Regions from separate parts of the Muntiacus reevesi genome. Here region 2 is linked to region 1. A link is a contact called in public Hi-C data. All regions are on one chromosome and are shown on one strand. Each heading gives the region's core, a stretch centred on a gene start, on an enhancer-like site or on the middle of the called end of the contact. The rest is flanking DNA. Distances are from core to core; before and after follow the strand shown. Region 1 holds the start of ORC4 (origin recognition complex subunit 4). Region 2 holds the start of EPC2 (enhancer of polycomb homolog 2).

Evidence for each region. Hi-C and Micro-C count contacts between places; a contact is called where the count stands out from the background.
Region 2: a Hi-C map of muscle shows a contact between it and region 1, with 5 times the contacts expected there. The contact joins the promoter of EPC2 here to the promoter of ORC4 in region 1. A contact is called at or near these places in 2 of 3 Hi-C or Micro-C datasets (blood and muscle).

What each region holds. Positions count from the first base shown.
Region 1 is chr3:223,466,576-223,469,822 of mMunRee1.1, reverse strand. ORC4 (origin recognition complex subunit 4) reads left to right here and starts at 1,539. Exons shown (of 14, transcript XM_065931492.1): 1 at 1,539-1,675. MBD5 (methyl-CpG binding domain protein 5) reads right to left here and starts at 1,286. Exons shown (of 15, transcript XM_065931498.1): 1 at 1,263-1,286.
Region 2 is chr3:224,055,330-224,058,752 of mMunRee1.1, reverse strand. It overlaps EPC2 (enhancer of polycomb homolog 2), which reads right to left and starts at 1,733. Exons shown (of 13, transcript XM_065931507.1): 1 at 1,374-1,733. The coding sequence starts at 1,526.

The DNA of each region.
Region 1 (3,247 bases), core at 290-2,789:
AAAGGCCTCTATCAACCAAAATTTTGAAATTTTCTATGCAAGTCAGACAAAACGAAAAAAAGGAAAATTAAACCCAGGAAGCAAAAACCAATCAAGTCTGTTCCAACACTGAAGTCAATATCCAAATCACATACAGAACCAAAAAGGGGAAAACACTCAGGTCTACAAATGGATAAGCAGTTCCGATACAATCCAGATCCCGACATTTTCCCACTCAGAAACAAATGCAGTGGAGCTTTTCCTAGGGAAAAAGGAAAAAAGCTCTCCAAATGATTTTTTTAAAGTGACATCTAGAAAGTGTGCCTCTTTCTGTCTCTTTCCCTGGCGCCTCATTGGAGGAAGGAGGGGGTTGTTTTTGTATTCTCCCCCACTGGAGCAAGACACAATCAGATGTTAGCTGGAGGAGAGAAACCACTTTTGACAACAGCAAATAAAAATAAAAAGTGCCCTTCCTCCTCTGACAGGATGGGCACCCACCTCACACACCCCTCCCCACTCCAACCCCTCCTTCACCACCCCCCCCAGCACCACCCCCTCCTCACCCCGGAGCTCCACTGCGTATGTGGTTTGGTGCTACTGTTGCCCCGGAGTTAAAGTCAGAGCCAGAGGAAGGCAATGAAGCCCCCACAGTCACACTTACCTTTTCTGCCCCCCACTTTTGAGTGCCTTCCCTGGAGCTGTGGAGGATGACACAAAGGGTAATAAAGGGGGGGGGGGGGGAGTGGAGGAGGAGGAGGAGGCGAAGGAGGAGGAGAGCTGGGGAAGTGGCTGCTCCTGGGTGTAGTGAGATGTCTCCAGCCAGGGCCAAGCAGCAGCAGCAGTAGCAGCAGCAGCAGCAGCAACAGCAGAGAAGGGTCTGTGTTGCTAAGAGGCTTTTGGTCTCTTTCTCTCCTCTCACGGCCAAAGAGGAGGAGGATGGAGGGGGCTCGGGAGAGAGGCTAGTGGAGGGGTGAGGGGGTAGGAGTCGTGGATGGGGGTTTTCGAAGAAGAAGAAACTCCTTCTCCTTCTCTCTCAGGCTCAATCCCCCTCTCAGGTCTCAGGGCTGGAGGGTGGGGGAAGGAACTCAGCCGCCTTCCCCCCACCCCCCTCAATTCAAGGTTGAAGTGGGGTAAAATTAGTGTCCTGTCCCTTTAAAAATAGAAATAAAAGGTGCCCCCCCTCTGCCACTGCCTCTCTCTTCATCATCAGCTGCTGCTGCTGCTGGGGTCTCTCTGCTTGGGGGGGGAGGGGGGTTCGGGTAGAAGAGACGGGAGGCACTCACTGCGCATGTCCCTCTCTGACGGGAGGCTGGTTGGTTGAAGGCAGGAGGAGGGGGAGGGGAGGAAATGAGATGGTTTCCCAGAAGGCTCCGAGGCGATCGCGACCCGGAAGACATTGTAGCAGGGGGTAGAGAGGCGGGGGCGGAGAGTAGGAGGAAGTCGCTACTCTTTAACACCCCCAGTCCCCTCCTCCCTCCTAAGGGAAAGTGGAGGAACGGAAGTGGGCGTGGACGGAGGCGAAAGGAGATCACGTGCTTGGGCGGGAGAGGGGCGGGGTAGGGAGGCGGTGCCTGCGCGGGGCATGCCGGGAGTCTTGGTGAATTCGTTGGCAGCTGCAGGTGAAGCAGAGCAGAGAACGCTGCGAGAGGAGTCTGTGAAGCGATTCCCACCGTTTCCGGAATCTCGTTCTGCCCTGGTAAGAGATAACTTTCCCATGAGAGGTAATCTGGAGTGGACTAGCCTCAGAACGAAAGCCTTGGGCGCCTGTGGCGAAAGGCGAATCGAAAAGGAGAGGACGGAACGCTTTGGAGACTGGGAATGCGGGAAGGGGGGCAGGCTTGTCTAGGCCAGGCAGGCCAGAATCTAGGCGGGCTCCTTCCGTCTCGTGGCTTCCCTCTGAGCCAGCCGGTGGCGAATCCTGGACGAGCGTAGGGACTGTAGATGAGCTCATGAACCTAAATCTGTGGCATATGTTGACTACACTCGGTGATGGTGAGAAATGCGATGGTCCAGGTGTAAGAGAGAAATGAGATCTCAGAACCCTCAGCAGATGACTCTGTTAACTGCTTCTTCCCCTCAGAGTGGGGCACCTGTCCAGGGAGAGAAACAAGCTGTGTGAATTTTGACAACTTCTGTCATTGCATGTATCGTTTATATTGGGTGTTACTACCACCAGTCCTTACTTCGTTAACCTCCCAAGAATTCTGGAGTGGCTTTGAGGAGGGAGCAAGCTGGCAGTTGGTTCTCCAGTAGAATTTCCCTCCGTGTCTTGCGTTGTTTCCGCAACAAAATGCCTGTGACATTTCTCAGAAGGAGGGTATGGAATTGTGTAATTCTTGATATTGTGTCTTAGTTATCGTTGACAGAGAAGGGACATCATCAAAGTTTTCCCTTTCTGTAGTGTATATGCGAGATTTTTAAAAGGATGTTTTTAGTTTCTTTGGTTACTAGCCTCAGATTTAGAACCGTTGATTTCTCAAATGCCACTGTTTTTGTTTGAAGTAATGTTTCCCTCATGTTAATTCAGAGTGTTTAAAAAAGACGAGTTTTCATTAATAATTTTTTAAGTAAAATAGCACCGTTTCTTTCTCACATTCTGTCCATACAATCATAACTAAAACCATTACAGTCTTTCAGTTATAATTTTTTTGTAAACGTGCATTGAAAGACTATCACTCATGTATGTATTTTTTAAAACCAAGATTCTGAAATTCCTCATGTTTATTGTATTTGTATTACTTAATTCTGTAGTGATGTCTTTTAGGGTATGCTATCAGTTAAAGTTACTGCTTATTCTTCTTGTATGTTTTGACTGAATTTTGTTTATGCACCACTGACTAGTGCTTTTACCACTTTATGTGTGTGCAGTAATCCTGTCAAATGGAATAAAAACTGGACTCTGGTGCCTCAAAGTTTTGTTTCTATTGAAACCAAATATATGACACTTTAGAACAAAAAATTATAGCAGACCCATAAAAATGCAGTAGATTACAAACTTTAAATCGTTTTTTTGGTGACAAAATACTAAATGTGCAAAAGAGTGTACAAATCATAGTTATAAAATATAATGATTAGTTCTAATGATTAGTAAACAGAATGTGGGAAAATGCACAAGCCACAGATATACATTATAATGAATAATTGTGAACATAGTTAGAACATTGCAGAATTAGAACATTACTGTCCCCTTCACTTTTATTTCAAGTATTTTTTAACCACCTTTGTCAGAATTCCTAAACAATATACATTGGTTTTGCCTTTTTTTTTT
Region 2 (3,423 bases), core at 484-2,983, 590 kb before region 1:
TAATTAAAAATAGAATTTTCACATATGACTTAGCTCTAAACCTTCAATATAAATCTCGGGTTTTCAACTTCCTTATGTTTTTAAAAGTTGAATGTTCATGTGATATTGAGGACATACTCATTTTCTACGGAAAGCCCAGGATTTCAAATAATCAAACCCCGAGAAATGTGATTAAATCACAGCAGAAAGTAGTAATAGCAAGGTAATATAATGAGGTCACAACTCGAGCAGCCAATCAAAAGCATAAAAGCATTTCCTGCAATATTAATAGTCAAAAGAGAAAACCAATCACAGAAACCTTGGGCCTTCTTTTGACAGTCACAGAAGCAAGAGAGCCAATCCACACACACCGGGGTTGACAATAAGGCGGGACCACAGGTTCATTGAAGAAATTCTTGAGGGTGCAGTTACTATGAACTTCGCACGCAAGTAACACCACTCCAAGAGTCATCAACACTGTCAAGTCAAGTGAAATTCAACCCTATCCAAAATGCAGACCATCGGGGGGAAAGCATTTTGCCCTAAACTGCTATTATTAATTTAAAAAAATAATGCAGCTGTCAACTTGGATGCAGTAGGTCCTCAACTTCTAAAAGACGCCCCCCTCCCCCCGCCAAGCCATGACAATTGTCGGGGACGCGGCCCGAGGACAGCACATCCCCGGTGCCTTCCTAACACAGCGCATGGAGCGGGCGCTGTCCCCCCTAGGCAGGCAGAAACGACTAGCTCCCGGCCACGGAGCTAGCCGGTCAGCGGCTTTCTAACGCTACATCCTGCTACTAGTCGCGACCCCGCCCTCTCCCGCCGCAGTGTTGCACCATCACCTCCATCCCTCTGCACCAACGAGGGCCGAGGAACGAGGATTACCTTGCTAGCAGGAAGATGATGTTTGTTTTGAAAGCGCTTTACTTTCCGTAACTCATTTCGAAGAGAACCCAATGCGAAACTACAGCTAAAAGTGTGTGTGGGGGGGGGGCGGCAATCTTTCCTAGCCAAAGGGTCCCTTGCCGATTAATTAATCCCCCACCGGGGGTGCGGGGTGTGGGGAAGAGGTAAACAGAGGCCGTACGCCAAGTGCGGTCAGAACATCCCCTGCGCCATTCCCGGCCGCCGCTTACGGCAAGGCCCCCTTACGGCAGCGTAAGCGGCGCTGCGAGCTAATCACAACACTGGGACGCAACAACATGGCGGCCGCGGGCGGGCGCTGCGCCGGCCGAGAGGGTTTACGCTACTCCGCCGGCGTAGGGTCCCATGCGCTGGAGCGGCAGCGGCGCCCTCCAGCGAGCGTAAAGCGCTCTGTGAATGGCGAGGCCCGACTGACAAAGGGGAGGGGGGAGGAGAGAAGGGGGGGTAATAAACACTCGAGTCCCTACCGATTCCTCCTCCTTCTCCATCCCGGTGGGCATCTGGGGCACGGCCCGGTTGATGGAGACGCAGTCGTTGAGATCAGGCATGTCCTTGCCGCGGTAGATAGGCAGCGGTTTGGCGGCGTCCAGCGCCCGCGCTCGGAAGGAGAGTTTACTCATTGTCTCCCCGCCTCACAGGAACAGCCCGGGCGGCGGCGGCGGGGCGGGCGGGGAGGGGGGGAGGACTCCCGCCGCCTCCTCCACCTCCTTCCTCAGTGCAGCGCGGCCGGCCCGCTCCTCCTCCTCCTCCTCACTGCCCCCGGCCACAGCATGGGCGCCCACCCCGCCCGAAAACAGCCCCCCGCCGCCCGCGGCCGCTTCCACACACTAGATCCGCCGCTCGCCCGCCCGATCCGCTCCCTGCGCCATGGCCAACATGGCGGACATTACCACAGCGGCGGCGAGCGATCCCGGCAGCCCGCGCGAGAGCGCGCCCCCGCCGCGGGGACGCGCCTCGCCCTCTCCCTCCCTCCCTCCCTTCTTCCTCTCCCTTCCCCTCCCTCGCCTGCCCACCCACTCTCTCCGCTGCGCGGCCGGCCCGCGGGAGCGTGCTCAGCCTCCGGCCGCTCCGGAGAAAGGGGGTGGCGGCGACGGCCGCCGTCCGCTCGGCAGCCTGCGCTCTCGCCGTGTGGCAGGTGCCAGGTGCGCAAGTTAACCCGCGGCCCCTGAGCGTGCGCCTCTGCCTCCGCGGCCCCGACACCCCGCTCGCTGGGTACCCCGAGGAAGGCGCCGCGCAAAACTGCTGCGCTGAGCAGCGCGATTATGCTGAAGCGGGAAGGGAAGATGTCAACGGGAGCCGCAACTGCTCCACCGCGCCTGTATTTATAAAGAGCCCCGAGCTTATCTAAGGCGCCCCGAGCGCCGGCTCATTCGCCGCCGCCGATTCGCACAGCCCTGAGACGTGCGAAAGGTTCATGTCTTCTCCCCACTCCGAGGGGCGCAGACCTGCCGGGTCTTGCCCACCCGAAAGACTCACAAGGTCCCAGCCCTCTTCCCCGCATCCTCTCTTCGGTACCTGACCGAAAGAGCTCTCCAGGGTAAGGCATCCTCGCTTTCGCCGGGAGGATGCTAACGGCTGCAGTGAGGGTTAACGCCAGATGCAACAAGTGCACTAGAACCTGGTCTCCCAAACTTCATAAAATTATTTAGTGGATGATAGATATTTCTAATTTCAAAGATAGACTTCTTAAAAATTAAGCTTATAAAATTTAACCAAGGCAGCACACATTTCCAAAGTGACAGGTCTGTGTAAAATACTGGTACTGTGGAAGGCGCAAAGAAGTTTGAGATACAAAGTTCTTCGTGCAACTTTGTCATTGATGGGATGGCAGAAAGACTGGAAAGATGAATAACAATTAGAGAAGTAAATAATTGAAGAGCAGGGCAACCAGAAAGCGAAATGAAGAATGACAGTAAAAAAAAGAAAAATGGATCACTTGAAGAAAACTATATAGTTAGTATATAGGTAGTAGACATGATTAATTAACATATGAGTCGCACAAACCCTGATTGCCAGGAGAGTTTAGAGAAAGGAGACTTCTTAAGCCTGAACCAGGTAGAGAACTTCTAAAGAGGAGAGAGAAAAAATAAAATAAAAAGTAAAGAGGAGAGAAAATCCAGCTGACTCAAATAAGCACCAGCTATTGTTGACATCAATCTCATTTAACTGAGTTCCTTGGTTAGACTTTAAGCACTACAGTTTTCCTACAAAATTCCTAGGAAGAGTAACATTTTGCCATTTTGCAATAATTGATATCTTTCCTAACTCAGAGAAAGTAGATAGTTTGCTGACATCTAGAAGAGAAAAAAAACTTACTCCCAGTCATTTGTATTTGACATCAAAGCTCCATCTCTTCCTCCACTTTCTCCGCTGATCATCTACTTACTCTCCTCTCTTTTTCCTGCCTGAACTCCTCCCTTTTCTCTCCACCTCCCCCTGTGAGGGCAAAATAGTGGATACAGACTGCTTGGCATAGTCTAACCCCTTCACTCAGCAAGAATTCAGGCACTGTTTAGT